Regions from separate parts of the Mus musculus genome. Here region 1 is linked to region 2. Evidence: chromatin contacts called from public HiChIP or PLAC-seq data. All regions are on one chromosome and are shown on one strand. Each heading gives the region's core, a stretch centred on a gene start, on an enhancer-like site or on the middle of the called end of the contact. The rest is flanking DNA. Distances are from core to core; before and after follow the strand shown. Region 1 overlaps Pou2f1 (POU domain, class 2, transcription factor 1). Region 2 overlaps Rcsd1 (RCSD domain containing 1).

Region 1 (7,732 bases), core at 4,437-6,936, 230 kb after region 2:
GGAAATTTAATCTACCTTTCAGTTATGAGATCTCTTTTTTATGTGAAATTGGAGGCCACCTAAAATGCTATATTAATCTTTATTTAATAGAGGTTAATAATGTAATGAGGGCTAAATGTAACAAATACTGACAAGAGAATTATTCAGCTATTTTCCTAAAATCTTAACCATCATTAAATGTTAATCCCTTGAAGAGGAGGGAAAACGCATGGCTTCTTCAAAAGATAAACCAGGTGCCTGGCATTGGGACAAAGATGTAATCTGCCACAACTCCCAGGGCCAGACACATCCCTGTGGGGCATTAGTGGAAAGAAGCAATACTAACAAGCCAAAAGATGTAGGTGGAAGGAGGCTCAGCTCAGACAGCAAAGTGCCTGGGAAAGGTAATGCTGACCTCCACTGTTTAAAGTCCATCACATATCTTAACACAGCCCTGAGCCTGAGGTCCACAAGGGGATGTGTCCAATTTCTGGGGCCACCCATCCTCCAGTCATTATTGTACATCCCCAAAACTCTAAAGTTCTAGAGGTTTTACCTGATATCCACAACTGCATGCTTCGAGCAAGTGATTACTACCTAGGTCTTCAAAGTATAAAGGCAGGTTCATTTCTGTTAAGGCTTTCCACACCACCACATCAACTGGGAGATGCTTCAGAACAGAGCAGTGCTCACCTGGGAGTATGAACTGCTAAGTTTCTAGAAGGTGGTAGAACTCGCCCAGCCCACAGATTACAAAGCTAAGTATGAACCCTATGGGGACATGGGTAAGAAAGAAGGGAAAGTATGGAAGAGAAGGTACTCTAGCAGATAGCTTCCAGCCTGCTCAGCACCAGTGTAAGCCAAACAGAAGATAAGGACAAACCACGTCATGACTGACCCCTCCACAGCACCCCCCCCATATAATCAGTCACCTTCAATTTTAGAGGACCTAGTACCTTCATTTTATTACACTCTTTATGTTATCGAATTCTGAATGTTTTAATTTGTATTTTACATTGCACGCTCTTCTAATATTTTCTTTATGGTTTCTTTCACTGCTGGGTAAACAGTTTTCTTTTTTCTCTTTCTTCTTTTTTTCTTTCTTTCTTTCTTTTTTTTTTTTTTTTTTTTTTTTTTGGTTTTAGAGCTTTATTGTAGAAAGGCTAAGAGAAAGAGAGAAGGTAGAAAGAGGGAGACCAGCCATAGCTACGTGGAGAGAAGGGGGAAGGGAGAGAGAAAAAGAAGGCTAGAGAGTAAGAAAGGTGAGCACTTAAAAGACAACATTTTTCTTTAACTTAATTCCTTCTTCCTTTGTCCCAAGTTTCCATTTCCCTCTCTTTACTACACTTTAAGTCGAATTTTTTATTTTGGGGATTTTTGTTGTTCATTTCTCATTTTATCTTTTCTGATCTTCCCTGCCCACAACATTCTTCTTCAATTCTTTTTCCCCTTTCCTTATCTTAATCATCCCCACATTTATCCTGAATAATTCTTAGTACATAGGTTACAGACTGGTGGGCTTTAACTGAGTTTTGAGAGTATTTCTGTGTTTTATACAGTCTGATGCTGTTGCTATTACAAGTCAGTTTTCTCCTTACTGAACGACACTGGGGATTCATTTCTAAGAGTGGGCTGCACAGCAAGACTCTGTAATAAAACTTGAAGAGATGTCTAAAACAACATACATAAATCACAACCTAGAAACACAAAAAGTAGAAAAAAGCAAGGCAATATTACTCCTCTAAAACATCTTAACTAACTCAATGACTGAATTCAAAGATAGTGAAATAAGTACAATTTCAAAAGTTCACTAGTTAAATTGCCATGACTTCAAGGAAGACACAATCAAGTCCCATCTCCAGAGAGCTGGCGACATAAAACCTCAACAAAACACAGTAGAAGGTGAGTAGCACAGGAGAGAAAGGGAGTGTGTGGGAAACAGTTCAGGAAAAAAAAAATCGAGAGAAAAAAAAATGTCAAAAGTGAAAAACCCAATGAACCAAACATTACCAGTAGACTCAACCAAGTAGAAGGAAGACAAGGAATGAAGGACAAGACTGAAGAAACACTATGTTTAAACACCAATGTGGCGTGTGTATGTGGGAGGCAGGGGTTGGAGGAGGGTGACAAAACAGAATGATGGACAGACAGACCCCACACAATAATCCAATAGCCAACAACCCTGGGCAACTAGTAAGACACCAAATTTAGAGGGAGGAACTGAGATTAAAAATTAAAGGCAGAATTGGTGGTGCACGCCTTTGATCCCAGCACTCAGGAGGCAGGCGGATTTCTGAGTTCAAGGCCAGCCTGGTCTACAGAATGAGTCCCAGGACAGCCAGGACTACACAGAGAAACCCTGTCTTGAAAAACAAAAAATAAAATAAAATTAAATTAAAAAAATAAAGGCAGAGAATCTCATCTACAAAATTATAGCGGAAATTTCTCAAATCAAGAGAAAGAAAGAAGCCCTCAGATGTTGAGATACTTAGAATCTGAAACAGAAATGAAGAAATACACAACTTTTATAGTCAGATGTCTAGAATACCAAGAAAACAAACAGTATTTCAAAATTAAGCGTGAAAATGCTAACTTACCTACAAAGTCAAAGACATCAGAATAATATCTGACATCTTGTCAGCAACCTAAAATTCAGGGAAGGATGGAATGGCACAACTACTGAGAGTCCATGAACTGCAGCTGAGACTGTTCTGTAGAGCAAGCTATTCTTTAAGACAGGCAAACTATAAGGACATTTTAGTTTAAGCAGAAGCTAAGGCAGTGTCAACCAAGCTAGCACTGTAGAAGATACTTAGAGGAATGTTATACAGAGAAGGAAGAAAAATACACAATAATCCAGAAAACCCCTACTAGCGTGGAAGAAAGACAAGACAAGGCAAACAATCCAACCAACTAGAAAAACAACCAATTAAATTAGTAAACATGTATCAACCTTACATGTAAATGGCCTCAACTCGCCAACTGACTGGCTGATTATAAAAATAGACCAGACTAACTTTTGTTGCCAAGAAGCATCCTGGTATACCTAGATAGAGACTGAGAGTTATAGGAGGGAAGTTAACTAGTCAGAATAAAAAACTAAGCTTGGTGGAGCTGTTCTGACATCTGATAAAGTAGACTTCAAGCCAGAATTCCAAATAGGGCCATTACATGCTAGTTAAAGGAACATTCCACCAAGAAGATACAACAATTGTAAACATACATGCATAGAATAAAGGAACTCCCAAATGTATCAAATAAACACTAATGGGTATAAAAGGGCTGATTGGCTATGACAAAATAAATATTGGTTACTTTAATACTCAATTCTCATCTTTATTTTTTTTTAATTTAGAGAATACTTTATTAGTTTTTGTAATCAAACCCACATAAATAAGACAATTCTCATCTTTAAATAGGTTGTCTAATCTAAAAGGTCAAACAGACTTAAACTACATCATAAATCGAATGGGCTTAACAAATATGTACAGAATATTCCAACAGTAGCCTTAGGTCAAAAAAGTAAGCCTTAACAAATAAAAAAAGGAGACTAAAGTAATTTATTGTGTCTTATCTGATAAAACTGAAATAAAACAACTCACAGCAAGAAAAACTATGCCAACTACAAGTACTAAAAAAATAAAGTGGCTTTCTGGTTTGTTTGTGAAACAAAGTCTCTTGTAGTTCAGGCTGTCCTGAAGCCTGCTACAGTTGAGGATGCCCTTGAATTCCTTCTAGCCTCTACTTCTGAAGGGTTGGAATTACAGGCAAGAGCCATGACATAAACATGACATAAGTGTTAAAGCCTTCTGTGTGCTTAAAACCTTAGCACTGAAGGTAGAGGTAGATAGATCAGGAGAGTTGGCTGGACAGCCAACCTGGCCAAAACAACAAGTGCAGTGAGAAGCCTTTCCCATTGTAACAAGGGGGAAAGCAGCTGAGGAAGAAACCTGATGTCCTGCTCTGATCTTTACATGAGCATGTATGAGAATCCCACATCACACTAGTGTGCATGCAACACACAAAGCAAGATAGAAGATCAATTCCAATTCCAATGAAAAAGAAAGCCAATGTAGTAATACTGGCTAAATTAAAGTCTCTACAAGAATGTAATTCTGTAATTTTGGGAATGACTAAACAGAAAAGGGTCTGGAGATCATACAACATACCATAATTTGAGAGAGAGAGAGAGAGAGAGAGAGAGAGAGAGAGAGAGAGAGAGAGAGAGAGAGAGAGAGAGAGACTTGGTACATCTTTCTTTAACTTCATCTTAGCTTTTATTGCTTCTTCATGCTGAGGGTAAAATGCCAACCACCATTATGTTTAACTGTAACCCATTCTTCAATGGGCAGCATAAACTCTACCTCCTCTAATGATGTCTTCCATAACACTTTCTTTCCAACTTGGAAATACATTTTTCCTTATACTGAATTCTCATGAATCACATACTTCTTAAGGAATAGTCTCAATGTTGACTGCTTATTTTTTATATGTATTTTTCTGTAAAATGAATTTGATATCAAAATCATTATCTTACTGCACTGCAGTGAGTCCTCTGGGTGCAGTAGGCACCTGGAGTACTGGAGACCACAAATGCAGTTCTCCTGTCTTCTTCTCAACTTTCTTACAAAGCTAACCATCTGTTCTGTGTACTGCTGCCATCATGTGTGTGGTGTGTATGCATGTTTCTATATGTGCATAGTTCACTGCACATGAGATTGATGTTAGGAATCATACTTGATCACTTCCTCCATATTCACTGAGTAGTCTTGCTAGCCAGCTTGCTTAGAGAAAGCTCTACCACTGCTTTTCAAGGCTGGACTTACAGGCAAGCCACAACAACCATCAACATTCATGTGGCTTCTTGAAATGAGAACTCTGGTTTCTCCCCCAACCCACTTGTTTTAATTTGTACACTTTCTCCCTCAATGGTGGTTCATTTTACCTTGCCTATAAGTGTATTTAAAAATTCATTAAAAGAAATAATCAACAGAACAAACTGACACCCTACATACAGAATGGCAGAACATCTTTATATCACACTTCAGACAGAGGGCTAATGTTCAGAATTTACAAAGAGCTGCAGAAGTCAAATACCAAGGAAATAAAACTGCCAATTAACAAATGGGCAGATAAGCTAAATAGATAACTTAAGAAAAGAAACAAACAAACAAAAATGGCCAATAACTATTTTTAATGTGTTAATATCCCTAGCCAACAGGGAAATAAGAATTTAAACTACTCTGAGATAAGACCTCACCCCAGTGAGAATGGCTGCCATCAGTAAGTACGACAAATGTGATAGAAGATGTGGTGACACTACTGTTGGGAGATATGCAAATTAGTGTAGTCATTGTGGAAATCAGCTTGGAAATTTCTCAAATAATTAAAAATAGAACTACTACATGATCTTACTCTGTCACTCCTGGGCCCATACCCACAACTCCACAATCTATCATAGAGATATTTACACCCCTTGCTGCTTTATTCACTAAAGCAAGAAATTGGAATCTGGTCTGTCAACAGATGAATGGCCAATGAAAATATGATATATAAAACGAAATTCTATAAAGTTCTAACGAAAAATGTAATCACAAAATGTGCAGAAAAATTGATGGACTTTGATTGTGTAATATTAAATGACGTTACCTAACCTCAGAAAGAAAAAAATACATCATCTCCCTCATGTGGAAACTAGCCAGTTATATGCAAATAAATGTACATGGGCCATGATACCACATGTAGAAAAAAGAAGAAGAAAGGTTATGGGGGTGAGGGAAGGACTGACTGAATGTAGGAAACAGATACAAATACAAGGGATACGAAGCTAATTTCTTTTCTAACTCTGCCACGGATTTTTTTTTGGTTTTGATAGCTGATACCGCATAAAAATATATTAGATAGTGAAGTATAAAATTCAACGTGAAGGAAGCTTAATAGCTTCTGTTCTGAATGTATAATCTAATGGGATAGAAAGAAGTTCCTTGAGTTGTACAGTCTTTTGAATCTATTTTGGTGTGTTGTATTTATTTCTTTGCAACTCCTCCCAAGTGCTGATTCTAAAGTCATGTACCACACTATACCCCACTTAAAAAATAATTTACGAAGGAAGGAAGGAAGGAAGGGAGGGAGGGAGGGAGGGAGACAGGTAGGCAGGCCATTTAATAACATTATGTTGCTCTTCTATGCTTGATCTTGGATAACTCACCATAAACTATCCAGAACCAGTTTTGTTAATGTCTTGGCTTTTGGTAGATTGTTAAGAAGACTGTGAGTCTCATCTGTTTGTACCAAATCTAGTAATAACACCTATAACATTTTACATATAAGACAGAATCCTGAACAAACCTGAATCACAAATTTTCTGTGTGCATATGAAGATTGTCTGTCTAAAATGCATGGTCAGAATGCCTGACCTTCATACCTCTCATTACCCTTAAAATCTTATAAAGCAAACTCTTAGCTGTGATCATTTTAGGAAAAAGAGGTCGACACAACTGTCTCCTGAACCTATAAAGTTTTAGACTTTGGTTTTATATAATATTCAGGGCTCCTTTCTTTAAAATCTGGACTTTTTCATGAACTACAAAAACAAACAAACAACCCCCCCACACACACAAATTACTAAACAAATGAAAAAGAGCAAACAGTCTATATAGTTCACTGAATTTTAAAATGAAAACTAAAACAGGCATAACATGATCTAAATAAGCTACTATTTTCTTTATCATGGCACAAATGGTGTCACTGTGTTTCACGTTTTCTTTTCTTGAGGCAAGCAAGGTCTTGTTATGTAGTCTAGCCTGGCCTGAAACTCAAGATAATCTTCCTGCTTTAATTTTCCAACTGCTGGGCATAACCCATTACATCCTACTTTAAAACAAAACAAAAGAAAACAAAACAGAACAAAAACCCGTAATTTTATTTCTAATATATATAATAGTAATAATCTAATGTACAACACAGAACTCAAACATATCTATATTTCTAAACTAATAAATTAATACCAGCAGAGAGCGCTAAGAGCATAGCGGCATACCCTTAACACTAAGAAATCAATAAAGTGTGCTTTGATTCTGAAATGGTCCAAAATGTGGAAACAATCTGTGTCTATGAAGATAGGGCACATTGCAGCAAATAAACAAGAAGTGAGCTCTATGCCTCTCAGGGTAGTAACCTGCTCATATTTGATCTAGCTAGATGGTACTATATTAGCAGAGATCTTACAGAAAAGCAATTAATTTTCTCTTTGTAGAGAAAAGAGAATATTAATCACTACCACTGGTGATGGAGAAGCAAAGAAGTCTAGGAAAATGAGTTACTGGTCGTAATAAGTATCTATCTGAATTGTCACCGCGCCTCTGAATTCAGGGAGAAGCCCCAGGATCTTTAGGAGTTCAAGGCCAGCTTTTTTTTTTTTTTTTTTTAAATTTATATAAAGTGTTCCAGGCCAATCACTGTTTCTTAAAACAAACAAGGACACAACACAGAAAGTGACTGTGTAAACTGACAGTTCTCAGCTCTATGAGAAGGATCTATTACACATCCCATATTCTCACAAGGCGAGTAATTCACAAAGTTCACCAAGTGTCCCAGCAAGAATGTATTTTATACAGTTCTAGAAATGACTTTGGGTTTGAACACATAATATGTTGCTTAAATTTTCAATTTTATGTATTATAGTTCATGAGAAAAACCTTACACAGGTGCTAGTCTAAACTTGCCTTTATTTCTTCTCTGGTTTTATACTTTA
Region 2 (7,238 bases), core at 1,065-3,564:
GAGCTCTGCACCCGTTTAAGTCTAAAGAAGACAAAAGTGGAATGGGCTACCTAAGGGGGAAAGAAATTTGTCACACAGTAAATGCTAATGAATATCCACTATATTCATTCGATGTTAACCTGAGCATAGCAGTAAGGATGCTTACACTACAATCTAATATCAAGGATTTTCCCTATCCATCCCCAAGCCCCCAACGGCTGTATGGATAACAAGTTTCCTGCTGCAAAAGCGGTGATTAGTGGCTCCCTAATCACATACTCGCCCCCATCCCTGGAACCTGTAAATACAACCTTAGTTCTAAAAAGAGATTTTGTAGAGGGACTTAAGGATTTTTTAAATGAGGGGATCATAATCCTGAATTGTTATCGAGGGTCAAAATTTGGTGACACATGTCCCTGTTAGGAACACATAGAGAGAAGAGGGATGTAGCCTCAAGCCAGAGCCAGCAAGTTCTAGGAGGGAAGAGAGGTGTGAAGAGGATTGTTCCTCGGAGCCTCAGGAAGGAGCATGGTCTAGCTAACACCAGCCATGGCCATCTCTTAGCAGAGATGCATACACTTAGCAAATGCACAAACTGGCTAACTTCCTTGACTTTGGCTTCTCCATCTGTCCCATTCCCCAGCAGCCCAGAGCACCAGGTAGACCAGTGAGCCTCTCTCATTGAGCCTCCCACACACTTCCACAAGAAAAACTTCTAGAATCTTCCTCACTCTCCCCAGAGTATTCATGAGGACACATGGCCATGACCAGCCAACAGGGACCACAAATCTCCCTAGGGAACCTCCCTCAAGGTGGAGAGCAGCCCAGTGAGAGAGAACCAGTGCTGCACTTGGACGAGGCTGGACCTTTTCTAGCCTTGGCTCATGGTCTCCTGATTCTAGTTAAAACAGTGATAATGAAAACTGTTCTTCTCCCAACTCCCACTGAGAATAAAGATTGGCTGGGAGGGCCTCGAGACACACTGAACCCTAGAGTCTGGAAGACCGGGGAGAGCCTGCAGAAGGCAGTGAGCCGGCAGAAGGCGAGGCTCTGCGCTGCAGAGACAGCAAAGTGCATGTGAGTCAGGCATGTGGATCCAACATGTCCTGTAGAGAGTGCCCTGAGGGTTAGAAGGCCATTGCCATAGTTCTGACTCAGCCACTACTGACTCCCAGCACGCCTATCCACACATCCAGTTTAAGGACCCCCACCTTTAAAGTAAAGGGGAACGAAAGAAACTGCTGAGTTCATTTGACTTTCTGAGGTCTTATGCTCTAAAGATCCTTAAAGCATTTTTTAAAAAAATGTATTTATTTTAAATTTTTCAGTTTTTCAAGACAGGTTTTCTCTGTGTAGCCTTGGCTGTCCTGGAACTTGCTCTGTAGACCAGGCTGGCCTTGAACTCAGAGATCCACCTACCTCCGTCTCCCCTGGGATTAAAAGCATGCACCACCGTGCCTGGCGTAATGTACATTTATAAACTTGGCATTTGGGAAATGGTAGCAGAGGGATCAAGAATTTAAGGATAGCCTGGGCTACAGGAGATCCTGTCTCAAACAAAACAAAACAAAATAAAACAAAAACACAACTTAACAACAAAAATGAATTTTCAAAATTCCACTTCCTTGCCATGGCGGGTGTCACAATGGAGTCTTCTTGATGTCTTTTAGATGAGGATCAGAATTAATTCAGCTGATCCAGGTCTTAAAAACTCCAAGTGTTGAGCGGCCTAGCCTAGCAATGGCTAAAGGAAGATGGTCCAGGCAGAAGAAGAGAAAGCACAGGGCCCTAGACCCCCACACACGGAGTAGCACCCTTGTGGCTCTCGGAACAATCACCTTCCAGATCTTCCAGCAACACGGCCCCTTACTTGTCCAGAAAACAAATGCAGAAAGACTTTATAAGGATTAAAAAGATCCATTTATGGAAAACACCCACAGCTAGGAAGTCTGTAACATGTAGTAACCACTGTGAGGAGAGCTTTTAGATGTTTGCCCACGCCGCCACGGCTGTGGCTGCTCGGAGTGAATTTCCCACTATCCATCAGTTCGTATCTCAGAAGCATGACAAGTCAGGGACCTGAGGCCCAAGAATGTGTTCTGGAGGACTGAGAGAGTGGGGGTGGGGCAGCAGGCTGGAGTAAGCGGCCCTGTAGCTCATGTGTTTGGAATGAACCCTTCGGGGTGAGGGTCGAGCAGGGAGGGAGGTTCAGAGGAGGTGGAAGCCTTCCATGGCATTTTATAGATGAAAATGCCCTCTCTGGTGGGTGCCTGAGTTGTGCAACAGGAACCACAGGCTCAGCCTTTCATTTCCGTTGCTCTGTTTTAACTGGGTGGGGCTAACGTGGGTGCCTTTGGTCTGCTGTTGCTCCTTGGTCCACCTGGCTCACCCCTGGGCTGGTTGGAGACAGTGAGAAACAAATTGTTTTTTTCACAGAGTGAGCAGAAGGGGTGACCACAATGGGAGATGTGAGCTGATCGGCAGGGGGAGTGGAACAGGAGTGTGTGTGTGTGTGTGTGTGTGTGTGTGTGATTTGTTCTGAGGCCTCTAGTAAGAAAAGAAGAGGTGGTCTTGAAGATGGCTTTGGTGGACTTGATGGAAGACTCCCCTTGGGGCCAAGACCCTGTGTCAAACTGAATGTCCTCAGTAGGAGTGGCAGACAGGAGTGATCTCACTGAGACTGAAGCCCCCAAGGCTGTCAGATGATGGAGGGGAAGCACCTGGAGGGGAAGCCCAAGGAGGAAGCCCGCTTTCTCTTTCTCCCACACAGAAGAAGCCGACTTTAAACTCCATACACCTCTCACACCTCCCAGCTAATCAAGATCACATCTTGTATTTTTAACATGTCCTGTCATATGTGTAGCTCTTGTTTCTCCAAATAGAAAAGAGCCTTTTATGGTAGTAACGGCAATCTCCGCTTCTCTGCTACCGCTCAGAGCTCCCTCTCAAAGCTTGTTATCTCTTTTGACCTTCCAGGAATCAACACCCATCCTGTGAGGCTTGCTTTTGCCTAGAATGAACTCTTCCTAATTCTCTGTGGTTGGTTAACTTCAACTACTCCCTCAACACTCAACTCAGAGGTCATCCATCACCGGAAGCCCTCCCTGAGCCCCAGGCTGGGTGTGGCACCCCTCCTCCAGTGGGGCAAGCTCTCATCCTGTTCTACAATTAAGGGTCTAAGTGCTTGTTTCCCCTCTGAGAGGGTCAGCAAGGTGAGAGATGGGTCACAGATAGAGGCCCAGTGCCTGGCAGGCTGTAAATGATCATTATGTGTTGGCTAATCCTAATTAAACAGTTCTGTGGGCAGAGGAGATAGCTCAGCGAATCAGATACCGGCTCTGCAAGCGTGAAGACTGAAACTCAGTCCCCAGCACTTAGTTTACAAGGGGGGGGGTGTGTGTGTCAGGCATGGTGACCCGTGTCTGAATCGGCAAGCTCTAGATTTAGTGAGAGACTCAGAAATGCAAGACAGAGTGCAATTAGGAAGCCACTCGGTGTTGACATCTGGTTTCCACATGCACTTCGGCATATACACACGCACACAAATAAATCAGCAGCAACAACCCAAAACAGCCATCTGTTATCTTGCAAACGGACACCAATAGACTATAGAAGACTCAGCTGGAGGAAGGGTTGTCATTACCACAGGCCCAGAGGACAGCTCTGAGATGGTACAGGGACATCTATGATGCTAGGAAGACCAATGGCCAGAACTACGAGCTTCCAGCCGGGGATTCAGGCGAAGAGACTTAGGAAGGGAAAGATCCTGCAAGTCCACCTTACCTTTCCTAGGGAGCTACTGAGTCTTGAATGGCAATCAGAAGAAGCCTTCTCACTAGAACAGGGTCTGATCCGCCCAAAGGTGTGACTTTCCATCGTGAGCCTCACGGGTTCACCACTTAATGTCCACAAATCTCCATAGCCAGTATTCAGAACGCCCCAAAGGAGAAAAAGGTAGAAAGGACACTGTCCCAAAGACCAAAGGACAAAGGCAATGTCCTCTCTGGTCTGGCTCCGTTTGGGAGATGGGTTCGTGGGGGGTCCCATTCTCTAATGTTTGTACTCTGCCTATGGCATCTCTGAGAGATGTGTCCACCTGACACCATAAGGGTGGATGCAGGCCACATGTTGCTGTGGTGATGACACTTTATGAGACTGACTTCTTCGAGCATGGGCTAAACTACTCCCCAGATAAGAGAATCCGAGAGTTGCTGCTTTCCAAAGGTCCGACTGCACTCACAGCCCCAGCATACCTCAGGGTCCCGTTTGCTCCTTCCCAGTAAAGCAGGAGCAATTAGGGACTGTCTTGTTACTCCCAGGGCTGTGTTGTGTGCCTTTTCCCAGTGGGTTAGATAGGCTAGACTGGCCCTGCAAACCTCAGACACTGTCACAAGAGGAAGGCAGAGTTGCCTTCTCTGGAACCGAAAGGCTTTCTTCTGTGGCTCTGATAAGATTACCGTGCTGCTGAGCCGCCTCCGTTCAGATTTCCCACGGAACCGCAGGAGCCAGGCTCCAGCCCTCCTTGCTGTGGGCAGCCTGCTGAGGATCAGGCTCTGAAACCCGACTCCGTTCCAGGAATGCTCTCACCCCACCGTGATAGGGCCGGGTCTTGACAGCGTGCCTACCCGAAACTACTCTTGTTCTCACAGCCCAGCAAGTGAAAGATGCCTGCTAAGGAGAGCCAGAGTGGCTGCAAGGGTCTCCACCCAGCAGGAGCGCGAGAGGAGGAGTGGGTATCTCAGGCTTGCCCGCAAGTCCATCCAGTCTAACTCCCCCTTCAGAGGAACGACTGGTCCCCATTATGACCACCAGCCTCAACCAGCACACCATGGCTCAGTGACAGGATGGGGAAAACCAGCAAGGCTCACAAGAACATCCCCAAATAATCCTTCTTACCTAAACTTGGAGTTTCCCCTCTAATAAATAAATGAGATAAAAATGAGGTAGGGGGTTAGGGAAGCTATTCCAATGGGTAAATATGCTTGCTGGGTGAGCAAGAAAATCTGATCTGGGTTCCCCCAAGGGATTCCCATGGTGGAAGGAGAAAACTGACTACTGAAAAATGTCCTCTGATCTCCATATGCACTGTGTAGCATGGGAAACCCCATACTCATACACATACAACAATAATTATTATTAATGAAACAAACATTTAATGTGTTAAAATGTTTGTAAAATAAACTAGCAAATGTTTAACAAGGTAAAAAAAATGAACCTAAGACATAGGTTATAGGGCTGGAGATATGGCTCAGCATTTAAGAGCACTGGCTGCTCTTTCAGAGGTCCTGAGTTCAATTCCTGGCAACCATATGGTGACTCATGACAATCTATAATGGGATCTGAAGACCTCTTTAGACATGCAGGGTACATGCAGATAAAGCATTCATATCCATAAAATAAATAAATAAAATCTTTTGAAAAATACATAGGTTGCAAAATGAATATAATATATGTAATATATTGGTATTCAATTGGGATTGAAGGTGTGCACCACTACTCTCAGATCTTCTTTTTTTTTTTTTTTAAACATTACTTATGAGGATGAAAAGATAGCTTCATCTCATTTTGTGTTCTTCAGAAAAGGTCTCATGAAGCACCAGCTGGCCTGGAACTCACTTTGTAGACCAGGCTGGCCTCGAACTCAGAAATCCCCCTGCCTCTGCCTCTGGAGTGCTGGGATTAAAGGTGTGCGCCACCACGCCTGACTAAAGATAATCTTTAACTTGGCTCTGCTGCTTCTAGCTCTCATGTGTTGCAATTAAAAGATGGGCTAATACACCCAGCTTGATTACACACACCCCACCCCCTTTGAGAAAGGGTTTGTCTCACTGTGTAGCCCTGGCTGGTCTGGAACTGGTTCTGTAGACCAGGTTTACCTTGAACCCACAGAGATCCACCTGCATCTGCCTCTCCAGTGCTGGGATTGAAGGTGTACACCACTACTCTCAGATCGTTTTGTTTTTTTTGAAAACATTACTTATGTGTATGCACACATTCATGCAGGTGCCCTCAAAGGCCAGAAAGCTGTTTTCCCTGGCTTCCTATCTCCAACAACTTTACCACTATTGTTTCTAGAGACAATGACTTCGTAGCCAAGGAGGTCTGCCTGTCTCACAGTGCTGAAATGCTGTTCAGAACAAACCAGCAAAGAAACACACTAAAGCCCGCTTTTTCCTTTCTTTCTTTTTTCTCCTCTCTCTCTCTCTTAAAAGTCTAATAATGTCTCTCGTCTCCAATAACATATTCACCCAATCAGCATGTCTTAGTTGGTGCTCATGAGGCCCTAGATATGTAAAGTATGGTCCCTTCCTCCTTACTGGAAGCCCAAGAGCCTGCCCTGGTGGGACTAGTTAGGTACTCTGTAGAGGCCGAGGGCCTCTGGGAAGGCAGAGTTTCTATTAATTTATTAGGCAAATTGTATCAGGAAGCTTGGGTTTCTGTGATAGGCTCTTTGTTGGTTTATGGAGACCCATCCACCAGTAAGACAGTGAGATATATCCTCTCCCTCCCTCCTCCTCTCCTTTCTTCTTCCTCTCCCCCACCTCCTTCTGTCCCTCTGCTAGGGATCAAACCCAGGACTTCACACCTGCTATGTAAGCACCCTGTCCTCTCTTCTGGGCACCCTGGTGAACTCAAATGCAGGCATTTCTGCTTGCCCTCCAGCACATGGTCTTTACTCTCTTTCCTTCTCTTGGAGTCAGGCTACACCCCATCCAGAGCCTCTGAGGGGCTCTGTCGCTTGAGCACCTTGCACATGCAATGTGTGGTGCTATGGTTGCTACCTCATACAGACTTCTCGGTTTCCTACTGTCTGTGAGGCAGAATCCAGGGCCATTCTTGAACCGCCTTCAAGGTCTGAAAATGGTAAATTACAGGAAGGTAGGAGTTGGGAGCACAGCTAGGGAAGGAGAAAAAGGAATGCCTTCTAGGGGGCTTAGATTTTGGCCCCCAGTGGCTACCTCTCTGGGGGAACCTCACTGCTTCCACGACTTTATCTTGTTACTTTCACTTTTTTTCCTTTAGGGATCCCCCTATTTGCCCCTGCAATCAGCCATTCTGCCTCCCTGAAGGAAGCCAGTGTATTCTCCCTGTCCCTACATCTCTCTTCCCAGTCACTGCCTTTCTCTCAGGGCTTCTGAGCAGCATCTACTCTGGCCTATACACGCCACGCTTGCAGAAGCATTCATTAAGCACACAGGGACAGGATGTGTGAGTCTCATTTCCTCGATTGGATTGGGAGTGTTAGAAAGGCACAGGTC

Evidence for each region. HiChIP or PLAC-seq counts read pairs in DNA pulled down with a chosen protein or histone mark.
Region 1: an H3K4me3 HiChIP or PLAC-seq map of pro-B cells shows a contact between it and region 2, with 2.8 times the contacts expected there. The contact joins two enhancer-like sites. A contact is called at or near these places in 2 of 39 promoter capture datasets (the C10 cell line and pre-B cells), 1 of 484 Hi-C or Micro-C datasets (centroblasts), 1 of 115 datasets of contacts at active chromatin or transcription factors (pro-B cells) and 4 of 9 other capture datasets (adipose tissue, embryonic tail, liver and 1 more).

What each region holds. Positions count from the first base shown.
Region 1 is chr1:165,922,400-165,930,131 of GRCm38.p6, forward strand. The region is part of intron 2 of Pou2f1 (POU domain, class 2, transcription factor 1); the gene reads right to left. Among named protein-coding and RNA genes, the nearest start is that of Pou2f1, 76 kb to the right of the region's middle. Within about 2 kb of position 5,687, at least 11 of the 459 cell types and tissues checked have an H3K27ac peak or open chromatin away from gene starts, as enhancers often do. A contact at or near this core is called in pro-B cells, where this site is marked.
Region 2 is chr1:165,698,352-165,705,589 of GRCm38.p6, forward strand. The region is part of intron 1 of Rcsd1 (RCSD domain containing 1); the gene reads right to left. Among named protein-coding and RNA genes, the nearest start is that of Rcsd1, 6.1 kb to the right of the region's middle. Within about 2 kb of position 2,315, at least 145 of the 459 cell types and tissues checked have an H3K27ac peak or open chromatin away from gene starts, as enhancers often do. A contact at or near this core is called in pro-B cells, where this site is marked.